Regions from separate parts of the Sus scrofa genome. Here all the other regions are linked to region 3. A link is a contact called in public HiChIP or PLAC-seq data. All regions are on one chromosome and are shown on one strand. The core of a region is the stretch at or near the end of the contact, and the rest is flanking DNA. Distances in the headings are between cores, read along the strand shown.

Region 1 (3,889 bases), core at 1,301-3,800, 200 kb after region 3:
CAGAAAATATTTTCTGGAAAATGCTGGTCTTGTCTAGTATAATGTTGACTGATCTCTTTCCTTAGATTCTGAGTGCTTGAACTTGATATGATGATGGATGACATGAAGACCGGGGCCTCTTTCTGGCAGCACCCATGGCATAGAAAATCTCCCCGGCCAGGGACTGAACCTGAGCCACAGCAGTGACAATGCCGAATCCTAAACTTCGAGGCCACCAGGGAACTCCCCTGGACTGTTCTTCAGAGCTATATTTTAAAACTTGGCACATTCCATACTTCCCAGTTGAGTGCAACTAGACCTTTCCACACTGTTCCTGGGATGTCTGCCTTTGGATTAAAGACAGCTCCTTTATGAGTTTAGTAGGATCCACAAAACACTTCCAAGTAGACTTCTTTTTATCTAGTCAGTAAAAACAGAAATGTGCCCTATGCCCTCAGCTATTAAAAAACTTACCAGCTACAAACTCTGTTCCTGCAAGTTCTGCAGTTGCAAGGAAGTCATCCAGGGAGCTCTGTTCAGTTACTGACTGAAGATTGAGACGACCCCAATCATAGCCATCATTGAGTTCACTTGTGTGCAACTATGAATAAAACACAGGGTGATAAATACAGCTGCTCCCTTCTGCTCCTGACATCCAAAGGCTCTAATACTCCCAAGGAACTGTTCTAGGTCTTGAGGGTGGTGTCAGCCCCCTGAGAGTCAGTACTAACAGTTAACATTTAAATGAGTACTTTCTTACCTCATAATAGTTACTTTCCATTTATTTTCTCATTTCATTTTCAAAATCTTTTGCAATAAATTTTATCTCTAGTCTACAGATAAGGAAACAGGATAAAATTCGATAAAATAACTTGCCTATAGTTGCAAGCTAGTAAGTGGTAGAGATGAGAATCTGAACCTGTATTCTCTGGTCCTGGCAACCACTGTTAGTTAAATTTTTTTGACGGAGACCCACAGCAAGAAATACATTTCACACAGTGACCCAAATACTGTGATACACTTAGTGATACAATTGTATACCATTCAGTATGGTAAAATGGAAACCAAAGAATCCTGAAACAGTTACCTTATTACATACAATACACTCTGGAATTTTCTTTAATTCTCTTCTGCAGGAAAAATCTGCCTACTTTCCACCCATTGAACTGAATTCCAAACACAAACCACAGTGTGATAAGATAAACACCATCCTAAGCTATATGCTCTGTACAGGTACAAAGAAATGAAAAAACTGAAGGTTAGAAGGTTAGGCGGTTTGTCCAAGACCAAGGAATCAACAAAAACCGGAACTAAGGATGAGAATTCATTATCGAATTTCCCATTACTTTTTAAATGGTACATTAACAAGTTGCTTCAAAATCAATTAAAATTATCCGTAATCTAAAATCGAGGAGTTCCCGGCATGGGTAAGAGGTAATGAACCTGACTAGTGTCCACGAAGATGTGGATCGTTCCCTGGCTTTGCTCAGGGGGTTAAGGATGCAGCGATGCCATGAGCTGTGCTGTAGGTCACAGATGGGGCTTGGATCCTGGCAGCTGCAGCTCTGATTGAACCCCTAGCCTGGGCACCTCCATATGCTGCAGGTGCAGCCCTAAAAAGCAAAAAAATAAAACAAGCAAAAATAAATAAACTCCAGAGTAACTCTGACTCTCTCATAAATATGCTAAAATCCAGAGCATATTGATGAGCTCTGTATGCTGTTTACTCTGCAGATTACAGATGGAAGTTAGTGTGATGTGCACGTGGATAATTAGGGGCATTTTTGACTCCCCAAAGATTCTTACTGAGAACTTAGCGAGTTCTCAAATAAGTGGGAGAATGAATGCCAAGATGACGAACACAAGTCAAGCTTCATCCCGTTTTCAAGGATCCCCAAAGTATGATCGTTCCCAGGCCCAGGGAACTATTAAGCCCGCCAAATTTTGAAGATAGATCGTTCATCTATGAGTGAAGCCCCTAGGGAATAAAAGGGGCGAAGCAGTTATTTTGTACTTCTGGCACCAACCAGCAGCTCTTGCAGGGTCAATTCTTTGAACAAATGAATACAAAAAGCAGTTTTTGCGACTTTTCTGTGCAGGCTTCCAAAGTTTACAGGGCAAAAACCAAACTCTTACCCTGGCATTCAAGATCTCACTCCAACCTCATCACACTAGACGCCACCTCTGGTGCCTAGCTACTACGGCCTGGTCGACTCTAAGGGACTTGAGTATTTGCGCATTTTGGTAGCCGCTGGGGCAGAGGGGGGCGTTTACCTGAAGTTACCGGAGGACGACAGTACTCATCCTTCAAAACAGTACTTTGGCGTTTCCTCTGGAAAATTACACTGTGACCTCTGACCCCAAGCTTCGCAGGGTTCACACTCTCATAACTAGACAGAAAGACTAAAAAAGATGGCAGGGTCCGTCTTACCCAGGCGTCGGTGTGACGATGGCTACGGCTCCGCTGAACTTGCTGACGGATAAGGGCCCGGCCGAGGGACCCAGCATCTGGCGCTCTCCTCCGACCCATTAGAGCGCAGCCGGGACGCCAACCTTCTTTGCCGGACCCACGCCTGGTTTTTTCGGTATTTAGGTGCGCGATCTCCGGAAGTGATGTATGAGCGAGCCCAAGTAATTAAGGCCCGAAGTTGAAGGGAAACATAATAATTTGTCTCAAATTGCCACTTATTTACCACTATGACAGAAAAAAATATAAAGTGGTCTTGGGACTTAAATTTCTATGTATATTCCTACCAATATCTCATATTTTGATACGTTGATTAAATCAAAAGGATGGTACCTTCCAAGTTTGTGCGTCGGTCTTTAGTGTCCGGTGTGAAACTAGGAGACGTGGAAAAAAGCGGCCGTTCATATTCGCGGTACTAGCTCCGCCTCCCGGCTGTTTCGTCAAAGGAGGAGGGGACCCGGGTGAAGGGTCCCCCCGCTGCGCTAGGGGGCGTTGCTTCCTGGCGCTAGATTTCTGTCCGTGTTCTAAGGTGTGGCCTCGCCGCCTTCACGCCCAGCAACTAAATAGCTTTTTGTTTACTTAGCTTTTCTGAACCGCGATTTGGAGAGAAGAGTCCCTGCCCGGATGGGAGTTCAGAATGGAAAGAGCTTGTCAAAGTTGCAAGGAAAGCCAAAGGGATTTGACCTAAATGCTTTTTTCAAGTAACTTTTTAAAAAAGTTTAAAAGTTAAACCTAGAATTGTATTTAAATTTTCCTGTAAATTAATATAAAGTGAAAACTGTGGCTGGGTTCCACTCTTTGCCACCTGACTTTTGTTCCTCATTTTATCGTTAGGTTTCCCTATGATGAGAATATAAAAAGTCCGGTTAGAGATGTGTGGGTGCTGGGCATTTAGTTCCATCCTCATCAATCAAAATTACCTCAATGTTGTGATGCTCAGAGACGAAGAAGCTTGGCAAGCCAGGGAAAATATTCGGGGTCAGGCATCAAACCCAAGTCTCATTATTTTATTCATTCCTGGGGAAAGGGGAGAACGAGGGCTGTTAGCAAGAATTTTAGAGGCCAGTTCTTCTCAAACTTTGATGTGCATGTGAAGCCCCCTTGGGATCTTATTAGTGCCGGTTCTGATTGATAAGGTCTAGGGTGGGGCGGGCACTCTACTCTTTAAGGTGATGCTGATGATGCTGGTCTGGTGGAAGGCCACTCTGAATAGCAAGAGAAGCCCACTTCCTTCTGGTGCAGATGAAAGCCCTGAAGTGGACTGGGTAAAGTCAGTCCCAGCAAGTTTGGGTCAGACAGAGCTGGGACAACATTCTCCCCTCATCTCTGCATCCTTGCTAAGCCCCACTGTATGCTACCCCTCACTAATGACTTCTGCTGAATTGGAGTGAACTCTGAGAAACCCCCAAAGGACTGTCGACAGTTCATGTAGCAGTTGGCAAG
Region 2 (3,414 bases), core at 469-2,968, 140 kb after region 3:
GGGAATGACGGCCCTGGAGTCCAGCAAGGTGACTTCTGCCCAAGCTAGAGGGTGGGGCTCCAGGCTTCCTGCTGGGAGCTGTTTGGAGTCCTCTCGCGCCCTCTGGTGGATACAGAAGGAAGAGGCCAAGTGGAAGTACTTTGCTGGAGGGCCTCAGTGGAAAAGAACCAAGCAGGCATCCACACAAGATTCAGGTACTGGAAAGATTCGAATGAATGTAATTTTTGCACTATTACTTTTCAGAAGTTCCATGATTTAAAAATTTCTAGGAGTTCCCGTCGTGGCCCAGTGGAAACAAATCCGACTAGGAACCACGAGGTTGCAGGTTCGATCCCTAGCCTTGCTCCGTGGGTTAAGGATCCAGCGTGGCCGTGAGCTGTGGTGTAGGTCGCAGACACAGCTCAGATCTGGCGTTGCTGTGGCTCTGGCGTAGGCCGGCAGCTACAGCTTTGATTAGACCCCTAGCTTGGGAAACTCCATGTGCCGCAGGTACGCCCCTAAAAAAAGGACAGAAGACAAAAGACAAAAACAAAAAAAAAGAAAAGAAAAAAAAAAAATTTCTAGGGCCAAGCTTTGCCCAGCTGTTGCCAGGGCTCCCTGGGCCTTCTCCAGGGCTTCCCATCACCCACCCTCCTGTCGGAAGAAGAGCTTTAATGGCCGAAGTGGGTGCTTCATTGTGAAAGCGCTGTTCTGAATCTCCCTGAACTTCGATTATATCACACACAGGTTATTTGCACCCATTTCCAAGAAACAACAAGGAGTAAAACCTAACTCTCTGCCAAACTCTGAGCGCCAGCATGTCCCAAGGGCAACTCAGCAGGGCCATTACCACTGAACTCTGTTCCAAACACACCTGTTTAAAGAGCCCGAGACCGGACACACCAGATCTAGGCAAACAAGACAGACGAGACAAAGTTTATATCCCAGCAGGAAACAAAACAAAAGATCATGATAAAGTGCTTTGCAAGATATTTTAAAAGTTAATAAAGTGATACTGCAGAGGGGTGGAGGCAACTTTTGAATGGGTGGGGGAGAAGGCCTTTGGAGAAGGTAATATTTTAACTGAAATCCTAAAAACAAGAAAAAAGCAGCCATGTTTAAAAAAAAAATCAGGAGGAAGAGAGTGGGCAGAGGAATGGAGAGAAATTCTGTGCAGCCAGAGAGGAGCAAAGAGGGGGAGAATAGGAGGTGGTCAGCGAGGGGGCAAGCCTGGGGCTGGGAAGGTCCTGGAAGTCTGTGTTAGGAGATTCGATTTTATTTTGCGTGAGCTGGGAAGCCAGAGCAGTGTTTTAAGCCAAAGAGGAACAAGATGTAATTTACATGTAAGAGACCCTTCCGGTTGCAAATGGGAGGGGGTGGGACAAGAATACCAGTGAGAGGACAACCAGTTAGGAGGCTCCTGGATCTACTTTAAAAGTATTTACAAGGCTCACAAATGGATGAAATGGGCACGGGCATGACGTGAGGGGAAGAGGGGCTCCGGGTTTGAGCCACTGCACGGGCAATGGTGTCGCTCACTGACAAGGGGAAGATGGTGACAGGAGCCGGAATCCAGAAACCCGTATCGGGCACGGAATGTATGAGATGCCATGTGGTGACGATGAGGAGGCAGCTAAGACTGGAGCTGTGGGAGAGGAAAAGGATGGAGACACAGGCGGGGAAAACGAGCCAGAGCGGGCAGGTAGGGCTGTGGAACGGGAAGAGTGTACACGGAGAGGGAGCCCTCTTGGGGCGAAGCTGCGGTACTGCAACCTTGAAGTGCGCTCGCCAGGAGGAGCTGCAGAAGTGACAGGGAAAAAGACCAGTGAGCCAGCAGGAGTGACAGGGAAAAGACCTGTGCAGGGGAAAAACCAGGACAGCCCAAATCAGAAGAAGCTAGTGGTCAACTGAGTTAAACCTCAACAAGGACAGAAATGACCCCAGGATTTAGCAATAGGGAGGTCACTGTAGCCTCGACAGGAACAGACTTAGTGGGGTGTGGAACATGGAATGGACATCTTGTCACCTCTTTCCCTCTCCTCTCCAAGGCTCTTCCTCCTGGGGACCCACATGCAGGCCAGAGGCATCTAGAGCCCGAGGTCTCTCCAACCCCACAGTCTCACTGCCCCCACTGCTCTACCTGCAGCTCTGCTTCTCCATCTGCTTCAGCCACACTACCTCTCTCCTGGACTTAAAACTGTCCCTCACTGACTCCCTTGCTTCTAGTCTCCTCTCCCTAGTCTGCTCCTCACCCCAACACTGCCTGAGCGATGGCTCTAAAATGCACCTCTGGGAGTCCCCATTGTTGCTCAGTGGAAATGAACCCAACTAACATCCATGAGGATGCTGGTTTGATCCCTGGCCTCACTCAGTGGCTTAAGATCCAGCATTGCTGTGAGCTGTGCTGTAGGGTCAAAGATGTGGATCAGAGGATCTGGCATTGCTGTGGCTGTGGTGTAGGCCGGCAGCTGTAGTTCCAATTCGACCTCTAGCCTGGGAACCTTCATATGCCATACCTGCGGCCCTAAAAAATAAAATAAAATAAATATAAAATAAAATACACACCTGACCTTGAGTCTCTAGTCCTGAAGCCTCCTGGACTCTCACCAGCCTCAGGATGATGGTCAGCTTCTGCACTGTGACTATCTCACCCTTGCCTCCTCTTCACCTTTTTATCCCCAGAACTCCCCTCCATCTGACACCCTCTGTCCCCCATCAAGGCTTTCAAGAAGTCCTTCCGGAGTTCCTGTTGTGACTCAGTGGTTAATGAACCTGACCGGTATCCATGAGGATGCAGGTTCAATCCCGGGCCTCGATCAGTGGGCTAAGGATCCCGCATTGCTGTGAGCTGTGGTGTAGGTTGCAGACGCAGCTTGGATCCCATGTTGCTGTGGCTGTGGTGTAGGCCAGCAGCTCCAGCTCCAGTTCGACCCCTAGCCTGGGAACCTCCATATGCCGCAGGTGCAGCTCTAAAAAGACAAAAAACCAAAAAACAAAAAAAACCTTCCTTTTTTTAATGCTTCCTTGACTTATCCTAATCCTCTGGCAGTTAAGTGTCACCTCCTCCAGGAAGCCTTCCATGACTACCTCCCACCCTTCTGAACACCCAGATTTGGCCCATGGCCACTCACCTGCTGCACTGGCTCAATGGTCAGCTCCATGTAGCGACTGATGGCTGCCATCTTCTTGAGTGGTTTGCAGTGCGGTAGGGTGGTGAGAGGTACCCAATCTGAATTCTTTGAGTGGAGGTGGAGAGACAGAAAGGGGAATTCTTAAAGTCAGGAAACATTTTCTAAAACAAGGTCCCAGGAGTTCCCATCATGGCACAGTGGTTAACGAATCCGACTAGGAACCATGAGGTTGCAACCCTGCCCATGCTCAGTGGTTAAGGATCTGGCGTTGCCGTGAGCTGTGGTGTGGGTCGCAGATAAGGCT
Region 3 (3,806 bases), core at 4-2,503:
TAATTTGAAGCCCTCATAAAAAAATAAATTTTAAGGGATTACTCCAATTCATCCTACCGAAGGCTTATTAAAAAAAAAAAGTCCCATTTTATCCACCTATTGAAGTTAAATTTATGACTGTCTATCACTCCATATCTCAAGTACGAGTGGATGGAACTGTCAACAAATTGAGAGGTGGTAATTCAGATAGTGTGACAGGCTAAAAGGTATACTCAAAATTCACTTTGAGATGAATCCCCAAAAAGAAAAGAACTCAGACCCAAACTGGACTTTGGGAGCATACTGCTTCCAACTTTTATGTGAATTCTGCCAAGGTACAAGTTGCAGGTAGGACTTACTCTAAAATGGTTATTAAGCATTCAAATAACACCAGGGAGTTATTAACAAATAAGTTATGTAATAAAAACCTCTTCAGTTTTTATGTTAACACTAAAATGAATCCTTTTCTATCTAGAACACTTTCAAGATACTCATGATAGAATCCAAACAAAAGAAAAATACTTACTTTAAGAAATCAAAATTGTGAAGGGTATCATTCCAAAAGTATCTTACACTATGGTGTGTGAAGTATCGCATCTGTAGGACATAATAAACACTACATCAAAAGGAGTTACCATCACTTAACAATTAAGTTTACTAACACAGATTTAGCGTATAGTATATCTATTAAAATTAAAGCAATCACACGTGACATGTAATCTGTTTCTTCTAGTAAATAACTAAACTGTTATATATTCTGATAAATAGGTATTTTATATGCATATAACTTTATCTCAAACAAAAATACAATGAAAAACTGAAAGTACAAAATTATAGATTTCCATAAAGCATAGAACAATTCTGATTTTTAAAGAAACTTTGAGACCAAGACCACAATACCTGTTGTGATTGAATCTGTGAATATTTACTGATCTCAAACCTATTTTCTTCAGCCAGATTTTCAGTTAAGTGAACAGCATGGCCATTGGAAATCTTATTAGCCATAGATTTTGGAATTGAAAATGGGGGGGTTTCCAGAGAAAGAAAGCGAATTTTTGCACAAAACCACCTTCTGAATTCATCCTTAAAAGAGAAAGGAATAAGGGTAAAGAATCCATTAGGCATATTACGTAACTACATATATTTGATTTCCATTCTTCACATACTATTATTTACTTATCTCTAATTGAGAAAGCATCACTTCCTACTCACGAAATGCTAAACCATTTCACAAAGATGTGTAATTCTAACAGGAAGTGCTTTCAATTGCTCACCGTTTTATATGCCATACTTCAATGACAGGGTATCTCATAAAAGACTGTAATTTCCTCTTTGACCTATCTATATACTGAGACTAGATATTAAAGCCTCTTATAAAATGCTTCCAATTAGGATTTAAAACAAACAAACAAACAAACCGGGGGTGCAGCAGCATCACTCAGGATATAGTCCTGTTAGGTGATCTTGACAGAACAGCCATCTACCTAATCTCTCAGTGCACCAAGAGCTATGTAAGAGGGTAGAGCTGGTCCTCTTTAAGATTCCTTTGAACTCTAATCATTGGGATAATATTCAATTGAACACAGATACTTTAGAAATATTAGAACTAGCATTCCTCATTATATCCTAGCAGTGATGTTCTCCTCACTTAGCTACCAGTAAATACATGGACTTACAGTAGTCCTCAGCAGCACCACTTCACAGTCTTTAACTGCAGCTCTAACACAGGTCGCCTTCACCCGCCACTCGGGCATCCAATAGAGGAGGAGGAGAAGAAAGCCACCAGTACACACCACTCCTAGAGAAACTATGGCAAGCTTCCAGCGACACAAATTATAGCCATAAACCTCCTGCATGGACACAGTGATCACGTGATTAAATATCAAATGATAAGAGAGGCAAATTCCAAAGCCTTCCTATCTTCCCCCCACACACATACCACAAGAAAAGATGAATTTTATTAAGCTCATTTTAAATTTTTTGTAAGTCAAAATGAGAAATTCTGTTACTTCTTAAATTAACAAGTGAAAAAGCAAACCTCTTTCCTCTCAGTTTTAATAGCTCACAAGGGAAACAGGAACTAGACTTCAATAAGAGATGCCACATAATCCCAATCCAAAAACACAGAATGAAGAAAGGGCACTGATTTAGCTGTTTTTTTTTTTTTTTTTGTCTTTTTGTTGTTGTTGTTGTTGTTGTTGTTGCTATTTCTTGGGCCGCTCCCGAGGCATATGGAGGTTCCCAGGCTAGGGGTTGAATCGGAGCTGTAGCCACCGGCCTACACCAGAGCCACAGCAACGCGGGATCCGAGCCGCGTCTGCTACCTACACCACAGCTCACGGCAACGCCGGATCGTTAACCCACTGAGCAAGGGCAGGGACCGAACCCGCAATCTCATGGTTCCTAGTCGGATTTGTTAACCACTGAGCCATGACGGGAACTCCCTGTATTTTATTTTATTCTGGCAGTTTTTTAAAGGTACTTTTCTACTTCCCTAGAAAAATAAATTCTTCACACTTTATAAGTAAACTATAAAAACCAGTTACCATTTCATCTTCTTGACCCTGGTTGATAGTCTTCCTTTCTTCTTTGTCCATATCTACAATGGTTGGGAAGGTCCTGTGCTTCAGAAGGATTGAAGATAACTGAGGGAAAAGAGAACAAATATTAAGACATTATTCTGTATCTTAGTAGACTATACATGCAACTATATACTACCAGATTTCTTGTTTTGGGGGGGGATTTTTTCATCTTTTTTTTTTTTTTTTTTGTCTTTTGAGGGCCACACCTGCGGCATATGGAGGTTCCCAGTCTAGGGGTCTAATTAGACCTGTAGTTGCTGGCATACGCAGAGCCACAGCAACGCCAGATCTGAGCCGAGTCTGCGATCTACCCCACAGCTCACGGCAATGCCAGATCCTAAACCCACTGAGCAAGGCCAGGGATCAAATCCGAAACCTCATGGTTCCTAGTCGGATTCGTTTCCGCTGTGCCACAATGGGAATTTCAGATTTCTTGTTTTGGTAAAAGTTTAACTGATATGTAAGTAGTCGCTAAAGTGCTACTTCATGTAATTCTCTTGACATGTTCAGTGGTGTGCCAGTTCTTGTACCTGCATGATTTACTATCACAAAACTTGGCATATTTCATTAATTTATACTAGCAATTAGCCTGCTACAAAGCAATTTAAATCCTAAAAGAGGAGTTCCCGTCGTGACTCAGTGGTTAACAAACCCAACTAGCATCCATGAGGACCTGGGTTCAATCCCTGGCCTTGCTCAGTGGGTTAAGAATCCAGCATTGCTGTGAGCTGTGGTGTTGGTCACAGACGTGGCTTGGATCCAGCGTTGCTGTGGCTGTGGCATAGGCCAGTGGCTACATCTCCCAGTGGACCCCTAGCTTGGGAACCTCCATATGCCATGGGTGCAGCCCTAAAAAAGAGCAAAAAAAAAAAAAAAAAAAAAAAAAAAATCCTAGGAGAAACTACTAAGAATCCTCCTTTTTCATTTCCCAGTCTCATCTACTGAGAACCTATCACATGAATGGCAATCTCTGGCCAAGAGTCAATCTCTATGGCAGGTGTACCCCTGTCGGTGACCATTCAACTAAATATCCCATTCTGATTCCAAGTTCACTAAGCAATCTTCTGATTACTTCTGATTACCCATAATGCTTGTCAAGGAGAAAATTTACTGAGCCCACTGACAAAAATATTTTCCTGTATTAGAAAAGAGATTAAATTCAAATATTAGACATTCGGCTACATATTAAAGAGAGTTTCAAAATGTACAACAATGCCAGTGTTCTTCCAAATTTTGTTTCTGGAA

The links. HiChIP or PLAC-seq counts read pairs in DNA pulled down with a chosen protein or histone mark.
Region 1: an H3K27ac HiChIP or PLAC-seq map of alveolar macrophages shows a contact between it and region 3. The contact joins two enhancer-like sites. A contact is called at or near these places in 1 of 5 promoter capture datasets (liver), 1 of 47 Hi-C or Micro-C datasets (embryonic fibroblasts) and 1 of 2 datasets of contacts at active chromatin or transcription factors (alveolar macrophages).
Region 2: a contact with region 3 is called in an H3K27ac HiChIP or PLAC-seq map of alveolar macrophages. The contact joins two enhancer-like sites. A contact is called at or near these places in 2 of 5 promoter capture datasets (fetal skeletal muscle and liver), 32 of 47 Hi-C or Micro-C datasets (adipose tissue, alveolar macrophages, blood and 16 more) and 2 of 2 datasets of contacts at active chromatin or transcription factors (alveolar macrophages and skeletal muscle).

What each region holds. Positions count from the first base shown.
Region 1 is chr13:131,646,706-131,650,594 of Sscrofa11.1, forward strand. It overlaps LSG1 (large subunit GTPase 1 homolog), which reads right to left. Exons shown (of 16, transcript XM_021070074.1): 2 at 2,411-3,463; 3 at 454-580. The coding sequence starts at 2,509. Among named protein-coding and RNA genes, the nearest start is that of LSG1, 5.3 kb to the right of the region's middle. Within about 2 kb of position 2,551, at least 79 of the 83 cell types and tissues checked have an H3K27ac peak or open chromatin away from gene starts, as enhancers often do. A contact at or near this core is called in alveolar macrophages, where this site is marked.
Region 2 is chr13:131,593,698-131,597,111 of Sscrofa11.1, forward strand. It overlaps TMEM44 (transmembrane protein 44), which reads right to left. Exons shown (of 10, transcript XM_021070073.1): 7 at 3,111-3,215. Among named protein-coding and RNA genes, the nearest start is that of TMEM44, 18 kb to the right of the region's middle. Within about 2 kb of position 1,719, at least 20 of the 83 cell types and tissues checked have an H3K27ac peak or open chromatin away from gene starts, as enhancers often do. A contact at or near this core is called in alveolar macrophages, where this site is marked.
Region 3 is chr13:131,451,113-131,454,918 of Sscrofa11.1, forward strand. ATP13A3 (probable cation-transporting ATPase 13A3) reads right to left here. Exons shown (of 34, transcript XM_021070069.1): 3 at 2,526-2,624; 4 at 1,656-1,829; 5 at 880-1,062; 6 at 506-576. The coding sequence starts at 2,576. Among named protein-coding and RNA genes, the nearest start is that of ATP13A3, 23 kb to the right of the region's middle. Within about 2 kb of position 1,254, at least 2 of the 83 cell types and tissues checked have an H3K27ac peak or open chromatin away from gene starts, as enhancers often do. A contact at or near this core is called in alveolar macrophages, where this site is marked.